2 separate regions of the Mus musculus genome follow, and region 2 is linked to region 1. Evidence: chromatin contacts called from public HiChIP or PLAC-seq data. All regions are on one chromosome and are shown on one strand. The core of a region is the stretch at or near the end of the contact, and the rest is flanking DNA. Distances in the headings are between cores, read along the strand shown.

Region 1 (5,094 bases), core at 1,486-3,985:
CTCTGGGGACGACTCATATCCCACGCAGGGGTAGAGGAGTCGACCTCGAGGGGAAAGAGATCCCAGTTTTTATAGGCCCTCAGGGGGGAAAGGAGAAGGGGGAGAGTAGGGGATTTCCAGATCTAAACAATGTCTATTCTCAAGAAATGGGTATGGGAGGGGTATAAGGAAAGAGTCTGGTGCAGGTGTAGCAACTCAGGATTGGCCCGGCTGTGGTTGCTGGGGAGATTTTCCGACTCTTTCCCAGCAACCAATATCACAAACACCTGGCAATGGGCTTCATCAGTGGGCACACACACGGGTCAAGGAATGGTCAAAACGTTGGCAGACACACAGGTTTAAGGAGTGGACAGAGCATTGTGCACCTCTATTTTTCTAAATCAGTGAAGCTAGTTCTGCTAGCAATAAAACCTATTTTGCCAATTTCAGGGCTTCTGTGACCTTTTACATTCTGTCAGGATCTTTCAGTTTGTTTGTAAGATTACTATTTACTTAATGTATATAAATACATTGTAGCTGTCTTCAGACACACCAGATGGTTGGAGCCACCGTGTGGTTGCTGGGAATTGAACTCAGGACCTTTGGAAGAGCAGTCAGTGCTCTTAACCGCTGAGCCATCTCTCCAGCCCAAGCATCCATTTTCTAACCTCACCTGCCTGTCTGGTGGTTCACTCCCAGGAACCTTCAGAGTCAGGCCTACTCTTGGCTCCACCCTCCTGTCTGTCTCCGGCCTCCTGGACTGCTGATTTATGTTGCTTTCCTGATAACTCATAAGAGTGGGGATTCCCAGTTGGGCATTTAGCTCAACGGTAAAAAAAAATAAAAAAAATGCCTGTGTTCAGTCACACACACACACACACACACACACACACACACACACACACACACACTTGCTCAACTTGATTGTGGCCACAAGGTGGCCACATATCTACTGGGAAATCCCTGTGGTGGAGTACGGGTAGTCACAGGTCAGTGGCCACGGTGCCACCAGTGGAAACACTTTCTGGAATCTTTTGTCTTCCTTAGTCATTCCAGAATATGTGCTTCTGTTATAAGTAAAATAAACTCGGTTGGCGTTTCCTGTGTCTAGCCCTTCTCCACTATGTGTTCTTTTTCCTGACCTTGGGTTTATGGTGAGACGGGTACCCCCACAGGGTAGAAGCCATTCGGGATTCCTCTGAACCTCCTGGTCACCTGCCTTCCCCACAGAGACTGTCAGGCTAGCCCCACACCGTCCACACAGGATTCCAATGATTTGATGCGGTGCTGGCCCAGGGGTGATGTCAGAGCCCTAAGGCTGAAAGGAGGAGAGGGGCTAAGACATAGAAGCTCCTAGAGAGGGCAGGTGGAGGACCCATTCCATCGAGGGGGGGGCACAGATTCCTGCTTCAGAGAAAACAGGACATCCATCTCTCAGCCTGGGTTGAACTTGGCAGAGGGGTATGGATGGGAGATTGTTTGGCTTTGCTGTGCCAAGGGCAGTAGAAAGCCGTAAGAACCTTCAGCCGCTCCACCTTCCTGCCCTTCACCACAGCCACATTACACTTAGAGTCTCCATGTTCCCGGGGGTCACCTTCCTGTCCTAGGTTTGGCCTTCCAAGTGGAAAGATGTCTACCTACAGAGGTAAAAATTAAAAAAACAAAAAACCCTCTTATTTTAAAAAGGAAGTAGAGAGGCTGTGACGATGGGGCAGTTCTTAGAGTGTTTGCTGAGCAAGTGAGGATCAGAGTTTGGATCCCCAGCACCATACACAAGCGGAGGCGCGGGGCTGGACATGGTGTTGTGTGCATTTAATCCCAGCCATCGGGAGGCACAGGCGGGGGCATCTCTGTGAGTTCCAGGCCAGCCTGGTCTACAGCAGCCATCTTGGTCTACAGAGGACAGTCAGGACTACAGAGAGAAACTTGTCTCCTAAAAGCAGAACAAAACAAAGCGAGGCACAAGGGCAAGCAAGCATGGCCGCCTGCCTGTACCGCCCCACTGCATGCAAGGCAGAGACAGAGATCACTGGAGCAAGCCGGCTAACTGGTTCAGCCAAATTGGTGAGCTCTGGTTTCAGTGTGAGACCCTGACTCACACTTAAAGAAGATATCAAGGAAGATGTCAGGGGTCAACCTTTGGCCTTAGTGCATGGGACTGTGTGTGCTCGAGCCACACACACACACACACACACACACACACACACACACACACACACACGGCTCTGCCAACACAGCCACACAAACAAACAAACAAACAAACAAGCAAACATCACTGAAGAGGAAGTCCGAGGCTGGTGATGCATCCTTTTAATTCCACCCCAAGAGATGGGGACAACAGACAGAATCAGGAGAAAACAGGTCTTCCTATGTTACTTAGTGAGTTTAAGATCAGTCTGAGGTGCGAGAAACCTCGTCTCAAAAAACAATCAAAAATGCCCTGTAGCAAGGAAAGGAAGTCTGTGTTCTTATTCTCCGTACTTCTTCCAAGGTAGAGCTGAAGTTAACTCTGAGGTCACAGTCTCAGTGCAGCATCCGTGATGTGTGTGCTTCAGGAGGATCAGCTCCGAGGCCCACCAAGCTCAGGGTCCTTGGCCCTTGCACTCCAAGTGCATCAGGAGCCTCTGGGATGGGGTGGGGTCGGGGGGGGGGGAGGGGGCGGCGTCAGTCCCAGCAGCGAGTGACCCAGTGAGGTAGCACAGGAATGACTCAGCAAGACAAGGCTCTTGGAGCAGAGCCGGGATTTGACTCAGAGTCAACATTGGAGAAAACGGGGCAAAGTGGGGCTTGCTCCTGGCTTGCCCTTTCAAGAGCCCCAGCCTACCTCCTCTGTGATGTCAAAGCCAGAAGTTGCAAGGCAAAGAAAGACATGCCAGATGTCAGATAACTCCTTATCTGGTAGCAGCTATACCAACCTATTCCTGGGGTGTCCACTAGCACTTCCTAATGTAAATGGTTGAGGGGTCCCAGGGGAGGATATCCTGGGCTACTAGGAGCTGGATCAATTGGCCACCGTGCTCCATGGCTCCTCCAGAAGACAATTATGTCCACTCAGAACCAACCCCCAGTGGGAGCCCGCAGGGTTGGACTCCTATCTCCATGGTGGTAACTCTGAACACAGTTCACTTCCATCTCAGTGGAAAGCCCCAAGATGAACTAACTGTGTTAGCCACTGGACAATGGGGGAATAAAGTGTCCTACCAGGTGCTCAGCTGATGGCCGCTGGGAGCCCCGCAGAGCACACTGCTGATAAAGAGCTCTCCTAAGAGCCACAGGCTCCTTAGCAAGCCCCGCTTTCCATAGAGGGGAGCCTGAGGACGTCTAAGGAACAGATACTTTCAGAGTTGGTGGCCTTAGGAAGGAAAGATCAGCAGCGTGTGCCCGAACAAAGGCATCTATAGTGCTGTGGACACCCCAGACGGTGACTCAGAGGACCAGGTATGTGTGACTGGTGCTAGTTTTGAGGAAGAGTGGACTTAGCAGAGCTCCTCAGGCAGTCTCTCTGGCGAGCACAGTAAACCTAGCTTCGCTGGCTGTGATCCTGGAGGGTGCGCGGGATTGGGGAAGGTGTATGTGTTTGAAAGCTCTGTGGGCAAGTGTGTCTCCTCAGAGTCCTTTGAGCATGTAACATATGTCTTTGTGGACCACTTTTTCCACCCTGTGTGGATTCTGGACACTTCTTGCCGAGAGTGGTCTGTACCCAGCACGTAGATGATGGGGTCAGCCACACTGTTGACTGTAGACAGGCACAGAAACACCATAGAGACTGTGTACAGTCTGCTTTCAAAGGCACACACGGCATCCATGTCTCCTTGGTAGAAGGAAAAGCTGGCAGCTTTGACGAGGAGTACCACGTGGTAGGGAGCAAAGCAGACCAGGAAGATGGTGACGACCGCGATGGCGGAGCGCTTCACCTTGTTCTTCTGCGCAGCGCTCAGGCTGTCACTGAGTTTGATGCTCCGGAAGATCTGGTGATTGGTGAACGCCAGGATGCCGAGAGGGATGGCAAAGCCAAAGGTGAAACGCAGGTAGTGGTAGCCGGCTATCTTGCTGTTCATCCTCAGGGGCTCAAAGCAGAAACTCTTCTCCACCTTCATGTCAAACACTGGATAGTTAACAAGTCCAACAAGAAGAATCACACACGCAGAAATGGTGACAGCAGTCCTCTGGTGGCGGTGGCCTCGGCTCTCCAGTGCATAGACCACGGCCATGTAGCGGTCGCAGGAAATGCAGCAGAGCAAGAGGATGCTGATGTAGATGTTGCAGAAGAAGATGTAAGCAGTCACCTTGCAGGCCTGCGGACCCAGGTTCCATTTGTGCTGATTCTGGATGTAGATGATCCACAATGGCACCGTGCTGATGTAGAGCAGCTCACAGAGGGACAGGCAGAACAGGTAGACGGCTAGCACGTTCCTCTGCAGGACTTGCAGCAGCGTCAGCCAGGCAGTCAGGCAGTTGGCTGGTAGGCCCAGCAGGCACACGGCACTGTACACCACCACCAGGACCACTCTGCTCTCCTCGTAGGAGACGTGGCAGGTCTCAGAAGAAGGTACTGAGGTGCTCTGAAGAACGGAGGTAACCCCCAGTGTGGTGTTTCCTGTGGGGCAGAAATGACACAGCAGTAGGAGTTACGGAACTACTCCCACTCAGGGAGATTTATAATACCAAGAAAGAGTAAGAAGCTCGATGGGGGTGGGGTCGGGGAGATGACTCATCAGGTAAAATGTGGGGCGGATCCTGACTAGCTGAGGTGTTCTCTGACTTTCACATGCGTACTGTATACATGTATGCCTGCTATACACTCAGTGGCACATGCATGCCTGCTACACATGTCCAGTGCACATGCATGCCTGTAACACACACTCAGAGGTGCATGCATGCCTGTTACATACACACAGTACACATGCATGCCTGCTACATACACACAGGGCACATACATACATGCTACAGACGCACAGTGCACATACATACATGCTACAGATGCACAGTGCACATACATGCCTGCAACACACACTCAGTGGCACATGTATGCCTGCTATACACACACAATTAATAAATAAATCTTTTAAGTAAAAGGGAAGTTTTACGGACTTCAGACTAGACACATCAGGAGTT
Region 2 (5,094 bases), core at 1,913-4,412, 250 kb after region 1:
TGTGTGTGGGGGGGAGGATGGGATTAAGAGACAGTCTCTGTATCTCTTGCTGTCTGGCTCAGAACTCACTATGTCGACCAGCCTGACCTCGAGCTCACAGAGATCTGCCTGCCTAGCCCTGCCTCCCAGCCTGACCTCGAACTCACAGAGATCTGCCTGCCTAGCCCTGCCTCCCTCCCAGTGCTGAGATTTAAGGGAAGCCGCCACCACATCCAGTGCTTTGCTTTGCTTTTTGATCCTTGCCTGCAGTATTTTTTCTCAAGAGGGGTCTCAGAAGTCCTTGAAGTGCCACCACACGTGGGGCAGCCTCAGGTGACTTGTGTTACTCACGCTGCTGTGCTGCAGCATGGCACAGACCTCTCCTCTCATGCAGGCTCCAGGAAGATCTTCCTGCAGCTTAACTCTCAATGCTTTGGATTTCCTGCCCCTAGGACCGGCTGCCGTAGGTAGGTTGGGGCTCTCCTGTCCTTCACAGCATGGCAGCCATAGGCATGTCTTCAACAGATCACCCAGAGGCAAGACCCAAATCCCACAACACCAGAGAGACCTGAGACAAGATACGGCCCCAGGTACCCATCTCCGGACCTCGGCCCACCTGCCTGGGACCCTCCTATACTGCTTTCCCTGGCCTCCCGTGAGATAGCAGTGCTTTCCCATTGTTGTCTGTTTTTTATCGGCACATTGCCTTGAGACAGAGGTACTCAGAAAATAAGTTGAATGGGTTTCATTGACAGTTGTGTCTTCCTCAAATGACACGAAGCCTTTCTCCCCTTTTTAGTTCAACAATTTGCCTCTGAGGTGTGCTGTGACCCATAAGGTGTTCCCTTGGGCCCGGTCTTCCTCTCGGTTTGCTTTGTCACTGAGCGTCTGAGCTCTCCCTGTCCCCACATGGCTCGGATCCGGGAGGCAAACACTCCTGCGATGGAGTCTTCTATTGTGTTTTCTTCTCTGCTGGATTTTACCTGCCCTGCGCCTCCCTTGTGAGAGGTATTCCTATCGAGTTACTCTGTGTGGTCACCGTGCCACTTCCTACGCCAGCATTCTTTGCTGCACAGGCAGCTCTCCCGTCGGGCGGCTCTGCCACCGAGGAGTGCATTCATTTCTCTTCTTCCCTTTGGCTCTGAGATCTTGAATGCGCCTTGTTCCTGGACAAGACCTGAGCTGGGTGGGCAGTCTACCTTCTCTAGCCTGTACAGGGGGAGGCAGTGAGTTGAGCTGCCTTCTGAGGCACACGGCACTCTATTCTGAGGGAGCGTGTTCCGTTCTGGAGAGCATTGGCTTGCTTGGAATTCAGAAGCCCCCTTTAGAAGTCAGCCGTGACCACCTGTGCTTTGGTTGCCATCTTTCCCCAAGGAAGAAGAGGACTGAGGCCTGCAACTGGGGCTGGAGGGCTACCTCTGGGGCGGAGGCAAACTGAGGTGCTACAGACTATGTCAAGTCTATGCCCTCTGCCCTGACCACTGCCTAGATGTTATTTGGTTAGCTTTTTGTTTTGAGACTGGGTCTATGCAGCTCTGGTTGTCCTGGAATTCACTATGTAGACCAGAGTGATGTTTCTTCTCATTGCTCAGGGAGGTGGCCTAGGCCTTGAGACCCTTCCATGGGTCCAAGCGTCATGCAGATTTCTTGCCTAGTTATGTACAGTGCATTAGCCCTGAGCCCCCCCCCCCCACGCCTAACCCTCACCGTGGCCCACAATGCTTTCCTGAGCGCCATTTACTCCACTCCACAGAATGCACCTCAAAGAGGACGCCGACTTGGCGGCCATAGACTTCCACCGACAAAGTAACCCGCCGTGCTCAGACTCAACCAGAACTCCCAGTCAGCTCCTTTTCACTGCCCCAACTGTGGCAGGGACAGGAGTCCCATCAGGGACACAACCTTTTGTCCTCTGGCCTTGGGGTAATGTCTAAGAACTCCCTCTTCACAGACCTTAGATAAGCAAAGGCAAGCCCTTAGTCACAGATGCCACAAAGAGGCACCTTCCTCAGCACCGCAATGCCCCACGGCTTATGTGGTCTTGGCTTCAGCTTGGGCTTGTGGGAGGGAATCCAAGCGAGCAGGGAGGTACACGGAGGGAGGCCTGGCACTTCAGGAACAAGCATGACCGCCTTGTTCAAGGATAGTCATGATGTTCCTGGGTGACTGAAGAGGTTGGACAATGGGGGACACACTGAGGACCCCTACAAGAATTGGAAAGGATCCCTACACAGGGGTGCAGGGAAGGGCTCACATAGAAGGACCCAAGGCAACCTTGTGAGAAACTCCCAAGGAGCCAGTCCTAGGAGGGCTCACCTTGTCAGGTATGTGAGAGGTCTCTGGAGGTGACCTGGGGTTGCTGAAGACTAGGTGAGCATGGAGCTTGGCGGGGGTGGGGGGAGGGCAGGGAAAGGGTCACCAATGGGTGCTGAGGGCCAGGAGGGAATGGGCCTGGAGAGTGCTGGAGAGTGCCACTGGAGGATGCCCGAGTCATTTGGGAGGGGTCGTGGAGAGCCTCCCAGGTAAGCTGAAAGACCATGTAAGAGGGCCATCCAGGGATGTCGAGGACCACTGAGGGTTAAAGAAGGGCCACCCAGTGGGTGCCGAGGTCCAGGCGGGCGTGGGCCTGGAGAGTGCCACTGGAGGATGCCAAGTATCATTCCGGAGGGGTCGCAGGAGGGCCATCAATGATGTGGAGGGCCAGCCACTCTAGGCGGGTTGCAGGAGTGCGTCCCAGGGACGCAGGGTGTGGGCCTGCCGAGGAGGACCACCTGGGGATGCCAAGGGCCACTCCAGCAGTGGCTTCGAAGGACCTCCAAGGGATGAGCAGCTGACCCAGGGATGCCGAGGACCACTTTGGAGAGGATGCAGGAGGGCCACTCGGGATGCCAGGGCCACGAAAGCGTGGGGCTCCGGATGGCCACCCGGGGATGCTGAGAGCCAGGCAGGAGGGGTCGTGGGAGGGCGATCCGGGGATGCCGAGGACCAGGCGAGCTAAGGGCTCAGAAGGGCCACTCGGCCAGGGGCACGCGGGCCGGCGCGGCGCGGGGTCGGGTAACGGCCCGCGCGGTGGGCGGCGGCGCCCGAGGCCCCTCCCCGCCGCCCGCGGCCGCTCCTCCTCTTCCTCTCCCGCCCGCGCCGCGGCCCTCCCGTCCCTGCGCGGCCTCGGCGGCCTCGGAGGCGGCGGCGGCGGCGGCGGCGGAGCAGCGCGGTCCCTTTAAACCGCCCGCCGGCGCCCCCGCGCCCGCCCCCGCCCCGGCCCGCGCCCGGCCCGCCGCCCGCGCTCGCGCCCCGCGCCCCGCGGCCCCGCCGCCGGCCCGGACATGGCCGCCAACATGTACAGGGTCGGAGGTAAGGCCCCGCCACGGCCTTTATGCGCCGCGGGCCCACCGCCCGCGCCTCCCGGCCCCGCCGCGGCCTCCGCGCCTCCCCCACGCCGCCCTCGCGCGCGGCCCGCGCCCCTCCCCCCCGTCCCGCCCCCGTCGCGCTCGCGCCCCGCCCGCGAGGCTCGGTTCTGGTCTCCGGTGCTCGTCCCGGCCCAAAATGGCCCCTGGGCTGCCGGTGCCGGGGCGCGCGCGCGCGGGGCGCCGAGCGGCGCTGGGAGGGGGCTATGCCCACCTGTTGGGGACCGGGGGTGGCCCGCGGGACGCAGGCGGAGTAGCGGCGAGTGGCCAGGGTGGCCAGGGCATCCCGGGGGCCGGCGGGCCCGGCGGCGGGAGGCCTGGGCCTGGGTCCGGGCCGGAGCCCCTGAGCAGGAGCACGTGCCTCTGGAGCTCTGGCTGCGGTCCCGCGAGCAGGAGTTTCGGGGTCTGGGGGGCAAGCGGTCTCCTCAGGGGGCCGTGCAGGGCCCGCTAGGTGTGCAGGCACCGTGAGTCCTGTTGCAGGGGCCACGAGCCCGTCCCAGCCGAGGGCTTTCCTTAGCAGGGATTCCTGGGGGGGAGGGTTGGCTACAGCAGGGGGCCTACATCCCAAGTGCAGGTCTGAATCACCCCAAACTTTTCTCTGCCTTACTGCTCACCCCTGCCTAGCAAGGAGGCACTTTCCTGGCCTTTGGAAGGCCAGAGGTCCCTACTGACCTGGGGCCATGAGAGCCTGTCTGCCCGGGCTGGTCCCCCAGTTGTTGGGCCCTGGGAAGAAGCCCTTTGCCCAGTTTGTGTATGTGTGTGTGTGACCAGGATACTCCGGAATGGCCTTGCACACATCCAGGCCATGCTGACCCTTATAGTTATCCCATAGCCTTCTTCTGCTCTCTCTCTGGACTTGGAGACCCTCCTGGTCACAGCCTAAATGTGGATGAGTCTGCTGCTGTCCCCCACTAGCAAACTTGGGCTTTGCTGTGAGAGTGTGCTTGAGTGCAAGACCACCCCGAAACACCCATCAACCACTCCTACGGAAGACCCCGACCCCTGAGTGCCTAGGTCATTTCCTTCCATCTCACACCAGCGGGACCCAGCCAGCTCAGTTCTGTGGCTTGGGGCACAGGGGTGCAGCTATCTCCACACGGATGGCTCATCCTCCCACAGCAGGCCTCCCACAGCAGGGGCCTCTCAGGGAATCCCTGATCTCACACCTTTGCTCTCTGCCAGGACCTGCCACAGGTCATACAGCCTGGGGTCATATGAGGAGGGGCTGGTCTGTGAGGATTCAGCCTTGCCAGCCCCAGAGGGAGTGGGCCAGGTCACTGGATGCTATAGGCTTACTGGCCTGCTTTCCAGGGCAGAGGCTAGCTCCTGGCTCCCCAGGGGGCCCCCTTCCAGGTGTTGCCCCTTATTCTGCCCAGTGAACCATTTTTGCAAGGATCCCCCTTCCTGTTCACCATGGTTCCTGCTGATATGGCTGCTGCTTCCTCGGGTTCTACCTCTAGTTCCCTCATTTCAGAGGTTCTCCTTTGCCCGTGAAAGGCTCCCATTATCCTGGTCCCTGACCCTGCTCTCTATCTGGACTTGGAGCCCCTCCTCCTGGTCACAGACTAAATGTGGATGAATCTCTTCCCCCACTAGCAAAACTGGGCTCTGCTGAGAGTGTGCTGGAGTGGAAGACCACCCTGAAACACCCATCACCACTCCTGTATGACCCTGACCCCTGGGCCACCTCCACCCCCCACCCCTCCTGGTT

The links. HiChIP or PLAC-seq counts read pairs in DNA pulled down with a chosen protein or histone mark.
Region 2: an HNF4G HiChIP or PLAC-seq map of pancreatic cancer cells shows a contact between it and region 1. The contact joins the promoter of Mta1 here to the enhancer-like site in region 1. A contact is called at or near these places in 2 of 484 Hi-C or Micro-C datasets (B cells and bone marrow-derived macrophages), 6 of 115 datasets of contacts at active chromatin or transcription factors (the SCID.adh cell line, effector CD8 T cells, memory CD8 T cells and 3 more) and 1 of 9 other capture datasets (adipose tissue).

The regions. Positions count from the first base shown.
Region 1 is chr12:112,848,601-112,853,694 of GRCm38.p6, forward strand. Gpr132 (G protein-coupled receptor 132) reads right to left here. Exons shown (of 3, transcript NM_019925.4): 3 at 2,276-4,576. The coding sequence ends at 3,456. Among named protein-coding and RNA genes, the nearest start is that of Gm30461, 9.0 kb to the right of the region's middle. Within about 2 kb of position 2,736, at least 47 of the 459 cell types and tissues checked have an H3K27ac peak or open chromatin away from gene starts, as enhancers often do. A contact at or near this core is called in pancreatic cancer cells, where this site is marked.
Region 2 is chr12:113,095,116-113,100,209 of GRCm38.p6, forward strand. It overlaps Mta1 (metastasis associated 1), which reads left to right and starts at 3,163. Exons shown (of 21, transcript NM_001364622.1): 1 at 3,163-3,330. The coding sequence starts at 3,303.